3 separate regions of the Mus musculus genome follow, and regions 1 and 3 are each linked to region 2. The links are chromatin contacts, called in public promoter capture Hi-C maps. All regions are on one chromosome and are shown on one strand. The core of a region is the stretch at or near the end of the contact, and the rest is flanking DNA. Distances in the headings are between cores, read along the strand shown.

Region 1 (4,728 bases), core at 583-3,082, 86 kb before region 2:
GCTAATTGCCTGCTGTGGAGAAACGATAGCACAGCATAGTACAGTATTGGCTCTCCTGCCTATGAAGGAGTGATCTCGAGAAGTAGTGACCCTCACAGTTAAGGGTCAGCATGATGCATAAGAGAGATGCACATTGGTAAGTTATAAGGAGTAGTAGAGGAAGAGGGATCTAATGGCAGTTTTTAGGCTGGAGCCAAGCACATCATTGTAAAGAAAATGCAGGCATTTGGGCTGGAAGGGGGTCAGGGATGCAGAGCACTGTCTTAAGGACCAAAGGAATCAGTTTCAGGGGCTGCAGAGTGGAGAAGAGGACCTTCTCATACCTGTTCTTTCCTTACAAACTTGACAGAGGATGCACAAGGCATCAGCACGGATACAGGAAGACTCGGTACAGAGCTGCCTATAAGTAAATGATACCTCACTGAAGAGTAACGGCAGGATCTTTTCTCTTTTAAAGGTGATGGTTGGATCTGTAGGATAGGCTAAAGGCAGACACCATCCATCCTTCACTTGTTTCCACACTGCCTTGGCCATGGGCTGGTGTATCCCTCCCTCCCTAGCCCCACTCTCTGCAGACAACTTTCTGACCTCTATGTTTGGAGGGTTTTCCATAACCCTTGACTGAGGAGGTGTCTTCAGAGCCTCTGGGGAAGTGACTTTCTTCACCTGACCCTGTGCGTGCCTCACGGAGCACTTCTTGGTCCTGGCTGGACATCTCTGGAATTTGAAAGAATGCCACTAGAGAGCTCGGTACCAGGCCAGTCAATAGTACACAGCAGAGGCACTGCACATATCCACAACTCTATAGACAAGAAGAGATTTGGTTCAGGGTTTGAAATGACTTCCGCATAGTTACATAGCTACTCAGCAAGCAAACATAGACAATTTCTGCATCTCAGCTTCAAGTCCACATTTTGCCATCTCACACCTGCTTGAAACTGTCTCAGAACTAATTTGACTATTTGTAACCAGATGGGGACCACAGTCATGTAAAGATAGCTTTCAGAAAACAAAACAAAGAAAACACCAAAAAACCAAACCAGTATTGTGGGGTTTGTGAGGTCTCATTCCCAGTTTGACAGAGGGGAATATGTGAAATTAACAGCTAGAACCCACTGTTTCTGAAGCTTAAGTTAACATCAGGGCTACTGCCCAGTGTGTAGGCAACCGAAACGTCCAAGAAGTCTGGCTTTGGCACCTTTAAGCTGTGACCTTCCACAGAACTGGGTGCCCAGAACTGAGTCAGTACATGAACGAGTGAACAAATTGTTCTGCCTGTCAATACAGCTTGCTTCATACAGCAAGTGAACACATGTGTAGCCATCATCTGGGGCCCAGGGCTGCGTTTCTCTGCAGTGCAGGTACTGGGAGTGGTGGCTCAGAGCTGGTGTTAACTCTGGGGTAGGCAGAAGCCTGCACCCTGGAGGGGTGGCTCAGAACTGTGTTAACTCTGGGGTGGGTAGAAGCCTGGATCCTGGAGAGGTGGCTCAGAGCTGGTGTTAACTATGGGGTGGGCTCAGAACTGTGTTAACTCTGGGGTGGGTAGAAGCCTGGATCCTGGAGAGGTGGCTCAGAGCTGGTGTTAACTCTGGGGTGGGCTCAGAACTGTGTTAACTCTGGGGTGGGTAGAAGCCTGGATCCTGGAGAGGTGGCTCAGAACTGTGTTAACTCTGGGGTGGGTAGAAGCCTGCATCCTGGAGTGGTGGCTCAGAATTGTGTTAACTCCAGGGTGGGTAGAAGCCTGCACCCTGGAGAGGTGGCTCAGAGCTGGTGTTAACTCCAGGGTGGGCAGAAGCCAGCATCCTGGAGTGGCTGTAGGAGGAGGCCTGGCTTGTTCTTTTCATGTGGCCCAGGGAGTAAACAGAAACCTTGTCCTTTGTTTTCCAGGTCACAGCCAAGACTGCCTTCCTATTTATTTTACCTCAGTATAACATTAGTGTGCCTACAGCAGGTAAGAAAAACTGTTCCTTATCCCTCCGGGTCCTGTTAACCCTGAAGGACTGGGGAAGATTTCTCTGTTTTTCTCTATGCCTGTGACCTTTCCCTTGGGCTCCAGTGTGCTCCCCAAGTCAGGTGGCAGCAGTTCCTGCCCTCTGTTCTCTACCGTAGGACCTGAACAAAAAAGTACCACGGTATGGGGTGCTACGTGTGCTTCTAGCCCTTTCCTCTAAAGTAGGTGGTGTTGATGTCTGTCAGGAATGTCCACTGATCAAGAGCATGGCCTTTCTTTTTAAGTTTTCCATGAAGAAAGTGGGTTAGATGTACTTCAGTGGAGCATAAAAACATGGCGGGAAGGAAGGTCTGTACTCGGAAGAGCCACAAGAGTGGCTCTACAGTTGCCCTTATCATCACTGTGACCAAATACCTAAGAGAAACAACCTCAAGGACGGAAAGGTATATTTGGGCTCCCACTTTCAGGTGCTCTTGTCATGGCTGCTTGGGTCTGTGTACTTAAGCCATAATGGTGGCAGAAGCATGTGACAGAGGATAGCTGTTCAGCCCATGACAATAAAGGAAGCAGAGAAAGGGTAAATAGAGGAAGGAGGCTGGGGGCAAGGTACCTGCAAGGGTCTACTTCTCCTAGGTAAGTCCCTGCCATCTGCCCCATTTCCCAGTGATCTTATCCTGTTACGATGGTACGAAGGGATTCCTCGTTTGGTTAGGTCAGAGTCCTCATGGTCTGACGTGGGGATGCGCCCAATCTCCAGACATTCCTCAGTCTATTCAAGTAGATAATCAAGTCAAGTCAGCTCAGGAGATGAGTCATCTCCCTCTTGAGATGGTTTCGATCCCAAGAGCACCAGAAGACATTTCATCTTATGTATAAACACCTCACCTTTAAATGTTGGCAGCTACTTGGGTGAACGCCATGCAGGAAAGTCAACAGAAAGAAGTCTTATGCATCTGCTGGCCAGGTTCAGCTTTGGGGCCGTATTTCTGCAGCCTTGGCTTTTCTGAGGTCTCAGCCTTGGAATGAGGCATCCCTCGGTCCCAGCTGTAAAATACCAGGTTCCCCCTTGATGAAGGAAGGAGGGGAGTTTGCTTGCCAAGTTAGTTCTCCTCTCATCATTTGGGAGACGTTGAATGGTCTTCACTTTTATATGAGGGTCTTTATCTGGCTCTGGGGCAGTGTCTCGGGGAGGTGAGTGTATGACTCTGGCTCATGGAACTGTAGCCATGAATTTCACACGAGCATATTCCTGTAACCAATCTAGCCAGACAATGAGGGGATCCTTGTTTTGGGTACATAGTATAGTTCCTGTTTTGGAGAGTCAAACTGAGAGGTTCTGGTAAGGGAGGAAGAACATTCTTGGCTGTGGGAAGTGAGACTTGAGAGCATCTCTCTGCCCGGGGAACTTGCAAAATGTTTGGTATTAGAGTGTTACAGATCTTTCCCACGTGATAATAATGGTTCTAGTCTAACATTTTGAAAGTCTTAACAGTGAGCAAGTGGCCCACCCGTCCTTCCTCCCTTCCAGTTCTCCTTCCCCTTCTCCTTTCATTCCCTCCTCTCCCCTGCCTCCCTCCTTTTTCTTTCTTCCACTGGAAGAGGCCTCTTACTGAAGCTAGCTTGGTTGGGAGCATTTTGCTTTCCTTCTTTCTTCTTTCCTGAAAGTCATAGACTGGTTTAGTCATTCCATTAATCCTTTGGAACTTTAAGGTAACATCTTCTCTCGGGTGACAAAAATCAAAAATGAAGGAGACATGGCTTCATGATAAAATCACACAACCATCACCCATGTGTGGACTCATTCTCTCTCGGTTTCTCTTAATTAAAAAGTTATTATTTTGTTTTATGTATATGGGTGTTTTGCCTTAATGCGTGCCTGTTTACCATGTCTATGCAGTGTCCTCGGATGCGAGACAGCATTGGATCACCTGAAAGAGGAGTTTCAGACAGTTGTGAGCTATCATGTGGGTGCTGAGCATCCAATCTGGATCCTCTGGAATAGCCACCTATGTTTTTAATCCCTGAGCCACCTCTCCAGCCCAATTTATTATTCTTTAAAATTAGCTTGAGATGAGTTCCATTGTCATTGTCATACATCTGGGTCGTTGTGCCTTATTCTTGCTCATCCTCCCTCCCACAGCCTCCCACACTCCATGTCATCCTTTCTTGGTCCCCTTTCTTCTCACCGAAGACTTCTGTTGCTTTCCTGGACCAGGTGTTGCATCACTTTCTTCCTCCTTTCTACTTCCATAACCTCCATACATGTGCATGTATGTGTGTGTGCACATACACATACACACACACATACATACACACATATACATATGCACACATATACATACACATACATATGTATACACAACATACACATACACAGACATACACAGGCATACACATGCACATACATACATACACACATATACATACACATACATATGTATACACAATATATACATGCATACACATACACACACAAACATACACACATACATACACACACATACACACAGTTGCACACACATACATACACACCCACACAAACACACAACACACAAACATACACACATATGAATATAAATTTAAATATAGATTCCTTGCAGGAGATGAAGCACATAGTATTTGTCTTTTCAAAAATGGCTTATTTTTTTATCTAACATAATCTCCAGCTCCATCCATTTTATTGTTCCTGGTGTCATTTGTTTTTATGGCTAAAAAAATTACACATTTACTTTATTCTCTCATCTAGTGATGGGTGTCTAGGCTGGTTCCATTTCTTA
Region 2 (4,920 bases), core at 838-3,337:
CCTTGAGAAATGGTGGCTAGAGATCATAGTGAGTCTGGGGATAGGCTAAGTTACACAGCAAATTTCAGGCTAGTCGGGTGAAAAGAGAGAGAAACCCTGTCTCAAACAAACAAACAAACAAACAAACAGGAATCACATTGAATGAGCTTGTAGCTTTAAAAGATGACCATCTTAATACAAGACTAGAAGAGAGTCTGAGAGTCTCACCACATTTTCAACTAAAATTGAAATCTGTGTCCCCTAGAAAACAAGTAGATGAAATAATTTGCCTTAAGAAATGGAAAGAGAAATGTAAGAGTCTGAATCATTAAACCGTATAAATACAAATGACCACTGGCTTACCTATGGTCATCGTCACCCAATCTTAATGTTGACTCTTCAGAATTACTTCTGTAACTCTGATAATTTTTTTAAATGCCGAATGCTTTTGAGAGTTAGGGTTGGGAGTGTAGCTCTGTTGTTAGAGTGTTTGTCTGACACAAAGATCTGTCTTTGGTGACCTGCCTGTAACCCCACACTTAGGAGCCCAGAGGATCAGTTCCAGATCAGCCCAGACTATATAGTGTGTGAAGTCAACTGGGACTGCTTGAGACCTGGTGTCGAAAGAAATGAACAAACAGTTAACCTATGTTAGGAGGAAACTAAGAACCCAAATTACTGTTATCACTTGGCTTTGATATGATAGGACGTGTTTGTTGTTGTTGGGGTGGTTTGTTCTGAGCATGTGTGTGTGGGGGGATATGAGTGTATATGCACATGCCTGTTTGCATGTATGTGGAAATACATATGAAAGACCAAAGTTGGCATGGGTAGGCTGCATCAGGTAAGGGTCAGTCTAGCTAAGCGTCTTGCTTGGGTATTAAGGATCTGAACTCCACTCCTCTTATGAGAGCAGCAAGTGCTTTATCCTCTGAGCCACTTCCTTTTCACGAAGCTCCTGTTCTGTCTGGTTTGGATCTGCTGTCGTTTGGAGACAGTGACTAGCTATGTAGCCCAGGCTAGACTCAAATTGGCCACCCGTATGCCTCAGCTTCCTGAAAGCTGAGATTACGAATGTGCATCGCCACCCTGGACTTTATTTAATTTAATATTTAATTTCATCTAGATGATGACTATAAACAGTTGGGGCAAAGGAGTAAAATGCAATCTGAACGGGAGCCCTGTGTGTTGGCATGTCTTTAATCCAAGCAGTCTGCAGGCCGAGGCAGGTGGTTCTCAGGTTCAAGGCCAGCCTAGGCTGCAGACAAGATAAAACAACAACCTCCCCCCCCACACACACACACAGTCTGAAAATGAATCATGTGTGTAAGTACACACACACGGGCTACAGAAAGAGAAACATTAAGTGGTTCATTCCTATGGTTGAGACGGAAGAAATACAAGGAGAGGAGGAAGAATGCTTTACAGAGAAAAACTACAAGAAAACCAGCATGTGGGGGCGGCGGGAGGTGGGGGATTCAATTCTAGGGAAGGCTGTAGCTGGAGAGAAAAGTGACCCTTAACTCAAAAGGCCAGAGACTGGGGTGGGGACCCGTCAGGAAAGGAGTACGTGGAAAAGATGCATACACATAGAGGAAAGGGGTTGAAGGGCAGTGACCCTGAGGATTCAGAAGCGGTGAGACAAATCCAGAATGAGGCTGCTGTGGAGAGACGGTAGGAGAGGATGAAGGCGCTGAGTAGGGTTACAGTGCAGCTGGGGAGAGGCCTGGAGACAGCCTGGGGTAATCGGGCCAGAAGGCAGGTAGATGGGGCAGTAAAGAAAGAACAGGGCCACGGTGAGGACCCAGGAGGGTGAGTGGACTACCAAGAGGCCAAGCAAAATCGGCAGAGGCTGGGATGCGCGAGGACGACGGAGCCTGCGGAATGAAGGAGCGCAGAGGCGAGCCAAGTGGAGAACCCTTCGGGCTGGCCCTCACCGTGGAGTCTGTAAAGGACGAGCCCGGGAGAAAGGGCAGGCCGTGCACCGGGTTGGTCCCCATCGCTGCCCTGCAGCTGCCACCTCGGTTGCCTTTTGCCGCTCGGGTTACCCTGGCAACAAACTGCACTCGCGGGCCTCTCCAGACTCCCTGGTAACGCCAAACACACTAGTCGAGAGAGGGGAGGAGCGGCGGGGAGGAGGGGAGGATGTTAGGGGGCGGGGAAAGGGAGGCGGAGGCCAGGTCTGCGCCTGCGCACAGCACTACTGACTCTAGTGGCCACAGGACGTGGCTAATGGGTGTGGCAGAGGCGGCTCCGCCCCCTTTCTTTCCCATACTTTTCCCTTTCTCCTCAGCCCCCACTTCCTGGCTCCCAGAGGATGCAACCTAGGGGTGGGCTGAAGAAAGCGGATGTTCTTAGGCCTTGGCTCGCGCAGTGAGGTCTGGGATTGGACCACGTCCCTTTAGATCAGTTGTTACAAAGAAGTTCCTTGCTCCACGTTAGTCCTCCCAAGAGCTCAGGCACCCTTTCTCTGGGGAAAGAGCTGCTGTCCTAGTCCAGACACAATGTACAGTGGTTGCTCCCCAGTGAAAGCGCTAAATACTTCAGACTCATCAAATTATGAGGCAAGGGCTGTGGATTAGATTATAATCGACTGCATTTTCGTTGCTCAGACTTGATCCGATTTGAAGCCCCAGTCTTTCCACGGCTTCCTGGTCCCCTCTTAGCTATCTGTTCCACCGTAGATTCCTATAGATTGTGTGCTGAGGTCTCAGAACTTTACTGGGTATCTGTTGACTGAAAAGCTGGAGAGTGCCTACGCCTACCTTAGTCCTTGCTTTATAGCTATAGCATCAGTGATACATAAGAACCACAGAGGAAGAGAGAACCTTCAAAGAGAGACCGAGTCATGAGAAAGAAGTAATTCAGGGGAGTGAAATATTGTCAGGGTCATGTGTACTGCAGAGTATAGCATTTTCTGGACAACTTTTTTTTTTTCCTTTAAAAAAAAAGTGACCCCATTCCTGAAAGATCATCAGGAAAAGAAAGAAACCAAGAGTCTGTCAGCATGGGGAAATAAAAGGGAAGCTAAGATGCCCAGAGATTTTTTTCCATTATGTCTCAAATTTCCTAGGAGTTTGGTCTTTATAACATGTTTTCTGACCTAGGAATTTAGAGAAACGGTAGAGTAGTAAGCCTGAGGGAGAGTATCATGGGTCATTTGCTGCCACCAGTTAAGATGGCAGCTGCATTAGTCAGGGTTCCCTAGAGGAGCAGAACTGATGGAATGAATAAACACATTGATTGATGTTGGCTGTAGGTGCCGAAGTAAATAGAGAAGCTTACCAAGATGCTAAGCCTTCATTTTCTGAAGGGGCAAGAGGGTTCATCCTTCTTGGAAAAGGCTGGCATCCCGCTAGCTCACTCCAGTGACTTTGTTCAAATATTATACAAGCTTAATTGGGGCTGGGAAGGTTCTAGCTACCAAAGTTATCTTGCCTTTGCTGCCCATGAGAGCAGACGAGCCTTTTGATCACTGCTAGCTATAATCAAAAGTAAGAACTCCAGGTTTGCTAGGAGCACCTTAAAACCAAGGTTGGTACAGCTGCAAGCTCTCACATAGGACCAAGTGCAGATTCTCTAGAGAGAGACGACATTTCCTCAGGTTTCAAACAGTCTCAAAATAATTTTTAGCTTCTACTAATTGACCCAAACATAGCGAAGACTTTGCTGAAACATTTCAATTAAATCCAGACATAAAGGTTTTACCATACCTTTCATTTAAAGCCAGACATAAATGCTTTACTGTACCTATCACTACAAACACACACACACACACACACACACACACACACACACAAACACACCACACATGGACACACCATACACACATGAACACACTGGATTTTGGTTTATTAGAGTGCCTTACAGGCTGTCATCCAGCTAGTCCAACAGCTGTCTATCAACCAAGGGTCCAAGAATTCAGTAGTTGTTCAGTACACAAGGCTGGATGTCTCAGCTGGATGTCTTCAGTATATGCCAGAGTCCCAAAGAAGTAGACTCTAATGTCAGTGAAGGAAGGGACTTGCTAGTCAGAGCAAGCAGGCAAAGAGAGAGCCAGCCTCCTCCTTCCACATCCTTTATATAGGCTGCAAGCAGAAGGTGTGGCCCAGATTAAAGGTGGATCTTCCCACCTCACGAGATCTTAAGGGTGCGTCTTCTGACTCCAAATTATTTCATTAAGAAAAATCTCTTACAAGTATATCCAGCCACTTGGGGTTTAGCGAATCCCAGATAGTGTCAGGTTGACAAGCAAGAATAGATACCATATCTGCTTTGCCTTTATGGCTGCTTATCACAGCAAATCATCCTGTGGGTTTCACTAACTGGCATGAAGCTTCAGGGGCCAGGGTGAGAATGCAGTAAGTAACAGCTAAAGATGTTACTGGAGAAGGCTATGCTTAACTCACAAAATTCTTTTCCTGTACTTCTTCCTTTCTCTCTACTATTGTTCATTCATGTCTTCCTCCTCCTCCTCCTTCTCCTTTACCTTCTTTTCTTCTTTTAAGACAGCATTTCATTATGTATTTCTTGCTGACCTCCTGAAATTCTCCACGAAGCCCAGACTTACAGAGATTTGTCTATTTAATTAAAACTTTCAATGAATTGACTAGCATCACAGCAGTTGCTGAAAATTTTAAAAAGTTCCCACCATTGCACCGTCCCCAAGCCAGTGACGAGGATGGCGACTGGGAGTAGTCATGATGAACATCTCAGCCCATCAGCTCCCCGCTCCTCAGTACCTCAAAGCTGCTGGGTATCCAGCATCAGTGATGAGTGACTCACCATGATAGGCTTGTACTCTTGCAGGCCCACGATCTCTCCATTCATATCAGTTCTCCTAAACCCCAGGGCACATAAACAGGCTTGGGAGACTATGGCTGAACAGTCTGGCTGCTCTGGGTCCACCTTCCCTGGTGCAAAGGAGGGAGCTTGTGGGAC
Region 3 (4,391 bases), core at 852-3,351, 110 kb before region 2:
TTTCAGTGATGTGTTTCTCCCCCAGGAGGTGTGTATAGCTTTTGAATTGATTTCACACCCCCACTTCTCTCTCACAGACACAAAGCATTGCTAATAAAATCCACCGGAAGCACTAGGCATTGATCTAAGATGTAGGCTATATTGCCAGCTCTGCGTTTGGGATGACTCTATGCATCGGAGGGCAAGGATTTTCCCCTAAAACCTGTTGTTTCTGTTACATGCCTTTTCCTTGGGAGTTCCCAGAACCGCTCATGGGAGCTGGTAGACTCTGGTTAGAGGCATGTTGGACTCCTCTTGGAGAGTCATGTGTCATATAAATTTGTGGATTGTTTTGAGGCAGGCTCTCATGTGGCTCAGGCTGGCTTCAAACTTACTATATAGCTGAGGTTTTGAGCTCCCCACCTCTTGCCTCTACTTGCTAGCACCGATATGATAGGCACACGTATTTTATTATGGGAGTATCCGGTTCTTCTCAGACCTGAGTGATCATCTCTCTTCAAGTGGTGAGCAGTGTTTCTGACAGGTAGCACTCGATGGAAGGCCTCTTTGTAGCAGATGCTGAGCATTGAAGGTGTCCAACTCTCAGTGAGCGCGAGTGTCAGTTGACACGGTCATGGTTGAACTTGAAATCCAGAGTTTGGGGGCTGGAGAGATGGCTCAGTGGTTAAGAGCACTGACTGCTCTTCCGAAGGTCCTGAGTTCAAATCCCAGCAACTACATGGTGGCCCACAACCATCAGTAATGAGATCTGATGCCCTCCTCCGGAGTGTCTGAAGACAGCTACAGTGTACTCACATAAAATAAATAAATACCCTTTTAAAAAAAGATAAAGAAAAAAAGAAAACCAGAGTTTGGGTGAGTTAGGGAGGGTGGCTTCATGGGTGGGTTGGAAGTCCATGTCTGGCCTTCTGTGCGTTTTATTGGATCCTGTGGGAAAGAACCCATCCTCCTGTGGCATTTCATTTCCATAGGTCATGATTCATTGTTGATCGGTTACTAATTGATCCTCCCCCAGATCCTAAATTCTTCAGCCTACAATACCAGATGTTCTTCAAGCAACCACTTCTTCATCCTCTTCTTCCTCCATTGTCATCCTAATATGTACCGTTATGTTCTTAAAGTGATTGCAGGAAAATTGAGATTAATAGAAAGAGAGCCATCTGGGCCATTCTGAGGTATATCACCATGGTTCTGAGTGTAGTCTAGGGTCCAGTCAGTCTCCAAAACTGTTCTCATTTGCTTCTTAGGCATTTCTCGAGCACCTCCTGGGAGACAGTGAAGACAGACTTCTTTCTGGGTGTGACGGTACACACCTGTAATCCCACCAGTTGGGAAACTTAGATAGGGGGATTACCATGTATAGGGGGACTTCCTGGACCCACTGGCGGTCTAAATAATGACATGGAGACTTACTCATTTTTACTAGTGCTTAGGCTACCTCCTAGCTAGCTTGTCACTTAATTGTATTATCCTAGTCCATGACACTCTACCAACTATTTTTTCACCTCCCTCTCCATCCCTGTATATCTGATCACCTCTGGATACCGCTGGTGAATCTTCCTGCTTCTGCTTCTTCTCCCAGAGACCCTCTCTCAGCCTGCTAGTCCCACCTTCCCTTTCCTGCCGAGCTATTGGCTGTCAGCTGTTTCTTTCAAAATCCTGAGGCAAGTGATAAGCCTTAAGAATAACAATATCAAAATCTGGCCAGTACTCACTCTCTGCCCATTCAGCCATCAACAATTGAATACACAAACACAACCTTTATACAGCGTACAAGAAGGTAACCCCAGCAGCCATGAGTTTGAGGTGAGTGACCTGGGGCTACAAAACAAACAGACATTCTTCCACCCAGTCTCGGATGGATCTGAGTCAGGGTGAGAATTCAGCATGGACAGAGAAATAAAGTACATATTAAAGAGCTGGATCCTTGGTGGGCTTCTGGGCCTCAACTTAAACCATGTTCTCATCAACCAAGACTTGGGGTTGCCTCTCCTCAGCTCCATGGCTATACAGATTGTCTAGAAGGATTGCAGTTTGTGCTCTGTGGCGCCCTGGGAAGTATCAGGGCCTGTTACCAAGTCTGTGGATGAAGCCAGTGTGAGTGTCTGGAACTTTGCTCCATAGCCATGCCCATGTGGCCTGTGGAGGGGGCAGGGCAGGAGAAGGACACCTCTGCCAAAACCAGAACTTCACCAAACCCCAAATCAACGGTTTGCCCAAATATAGCCTCCTGGCCCTGAATTCAGCCATGATGCATAAACTAAATATACTGTCTTTCAGTTTGGAGGCCTGGCTTCCTCCAGGGGTGACTGCAGTAATTATTATAAAGTGCTTTTTCTCAATTTGTCTTGGAAAAATGTCCATGGTGATGTGGCCCAAGGGTCACGTGTAAAACTAAAGTCCTTAGTGAGGATGGGCTGCAGGTAGCATCTGGCTTTTGCTCTTCCACAGTGGCCTTTCAGCAGTGGTGGCTTCGCATTCGGTGTGTAGACTCCCGTGCAGAAGGAGGCTGTCACTCTGGAGGCTCTCCCTGCATGCTCAGTCCTTAGAAGAGACAGACTTGAGTCCCCATTGCTTTCTCTGTGGATTTGCACTTTGAATCTCTAGTTTGTGTTGCCACGTTGTGTCAAGCTTGTAAAGGTCGAGCTGGAGGGGGGGGGGGGTGGGACATGTGTCCGAGGTGTCACTGCTGATTGAATCTAAAGCCCTTGCTTTTCCTCATGTAGGAGGACAGCTTGGTTAAGATACTTAATTGGACCCATTTTCTTCTCAGTAAAAGGGGATAAAAGTACTTGTACTGCCTCTTACAGATTGTCACCGGAGCAAGCCGAGCTCAGAACACATGTGTAGTGTTTTAAACCAAGTCTGATACATACTGAGGTCTCAGTCTGCTGAGTTCGTTGTGCCTAAAAACTAATTCCATAAATATTGTCCCTATAACTAATCTGCCATTTGCCTGCCTTTCTTACGTTCCTTTGAGGCAGGGCCTTGCTATGTAACCCTGCTTGGCATGGTGCTGGGTAGCCCAGGCTGGCCTCAAACTCACAGCATTCTTCCTGCCTCACCTTTCTGAGTGCCAAGATTTTAGTGCTGTACCACTGTTTTAGTTTGGGTTTTATTGCTGTGAAGAGACACCATGACCAAGGCAACTCTTACAAGGGACAACATTAAATTGTGTCTGGCTTACAGTTTGAGCTGTTCAGGCCATTATCCTCAAGGCAGGAAGCATGGGTGCTGGAGAAGGAGCCGAAATGTCTGTGTCTTAATCCAGAGGCAGCCAGAAGAGCTTGAACATAGGTGCTCTGAAAGCCTCTGCCCACAGTGATGCACTTCCTCTAACAAGGCCACACCTATTCCAAAGACGCCAGGCCTCCCAGTCATAGCAGCTCACATGGGCCAAGCATATTCAAACCACCACAACTGCCATGCCTGGTTCTTGTTTGCATATAGATTACACTCAGCCTGTTCTTCCTGGTGTGTCCATTCCTTCAAGACATGTTTTTGCCTCCGGCATCTCTGAATAAGCCAGTGAAACTGTCTGGGATATACAGCCTGTGTAGGTCTTCTTGGGGCTTCTATTTGGTGAGCTGTGAGCCGCTTTCCTGCTGAATCCGTGGACGTTGGGTTGAGTTCCGTGTGATCATGTGTGTGAAGCATCTCACACTGAAGTGAGACTTGGCCGCAGTAACTTACTTATTTTAAATACAAGATTCTTTTTTGTTTGTTTGTTTGATTGTTTTTGGTTTTCGAGACGGTTTCTCTGTTGTAGCCCTGGCTGTCCTGGAACTCACTGTGTAGACCAGGCTGGCCTCGAACTCAGAAATCCACCTGCCTCTGCCTCCCAAGTGTTGGGATTAAAGGCGTGTGCTACCTCTGGTTTCTCTTCAGATCGTATAAATCTTTTACCTTAAATATGAGATTCTTACTGTTGAAGGACTGTTTTCGCTTATAAAAATGACTTCTATAGCAGATTTCTTCAAGTTTTACATGTGTTTTAACTTCTATGTTTTATTGGCTGGATACTATGGCTTTTCATGGTTGTAATAAAAATGCACAGACTGACTCTGATTCCCACTCCCATCTCAATAGTGTGTTCAAATATTTTGAGATGTTAACATTCTTAAAAGATGAGGTGGTTTCCCAAGAGCTTGTTAGTAAAGGATTGGTTAGACCAACTGCTAATGAGCGACAGGAATCTGGACCTAGTGTCATCAAATGAAGCTTAGTACATGGCCCAGGGGCTTTTTTTGTTTTGTTTTTGTTTGTTTTGTATGTGTGTGTTTCTTTTAAAAGCAGATTACTGCCACATTGGTAAGAATAATTCCTTCCTTCCTTTCTTCCTTCTTTCTCCTCCCCCTCCTCGTCCTCCCCTTCCTCCCCTTCCTCTTCTT

What was found. Promoter capture Hi-C pulls out the DNA fragments that hold promoters and counts their contacts.
Region 1: a promoter capture Hi-C map of liver shows a contact between it and region 2, with 2.1 times the contacts expected there. The contact joins the enhancer-like site here to the promoter of Efhc1 in region 2. A contact is called at or near these places in 3 of 39 promoter capture datasets (liver, macrophages and maxillary cranial neural crest), 2 of 484 Hi-C or Micro-C datasets (muscle stem cells and pancreatic cancer cells) and 3 of 9 other capture datasets (adipose tissue, liver and pancreatic islet).
Region 3: a promoter capture Hi-C map of liver shows a contact between it and region 2. The contact joins the enhancer-like site here to the promoter of Efhc1 in region 2. A contact is called at or near these places in 8 of 39 promoter capture datasets (the C10 cell line, the HPC-7 cell line, HPC-7-derived erythroid cells and 5 more), 4 of 484 Hi-C or Micro-C datasets (embryonic stem cells, muscle stem cells, olfactory sensory neurons and 1 more), 3 of 115 datasets of contacts at active chromatin or transcription factors (embryonic stem cells, extraembryonic endoderm stem cells and microglia) and 4 of 9 other capture datasets (adipose tissue, liver, macrophages and 1 more).

Annotation. Positions count from the first base shown.
Region 1 is chr1:21,034,620-21,039,347 of GRCm38.p6, reverse strand. Tram2 (translocating chain-associating membrane protein 2) reads left to right here. Exons shown (of 11, transcript NM_177409.3): 2 at 1,888-1,951. Among named protein-coding and RNA genes, the nearest start is that of Tram2, 42 kb to the left of the region's middle. Within about 2 kb of position 1,832, at least 42 of the 459 cell types and tissues checked have an H3K27ac peak or open chromatin away from gene starts, as enhancers often do. A contact at or near this core is called in adipose tissue, liver and muscle stem cells, where this site is marked.
Region 2 is chr1:20,948,793-20,953,712 of GRCm38.p6, reverse strand. It overlaps Efhc1 (EF-hand domain (C-terminal) containing 1), which reads right to left and starts at 2,087. Exons shown (of 11, transcript NM_027974.1): 1 at 1,917-2,087. The coding sequence starts at 1,979. All of the region lies in intron 1 of Gm51618 (a long non-coding RNA gene), which reads left to right.
Region 3 is chr1:21,057,306-21,061,696 of GRCm38.p6, reverse strand. The region is part of intron 1 of Tram2 (translocating chain-associating membrane protein 2); the gene reads left to right. Among named protein-coding and RNA genes, the nearest start is that of Tram2, 20 kb to the left of the region's middle. Within about 2 kb of position 2,101, at least 7 of the 459 cell types and tissues checked have an H3K27ac peak or open chromatin away from gene starts, as enhancers often do. A contact at or near this core is called in adipose tissue and liver, where this site is marked.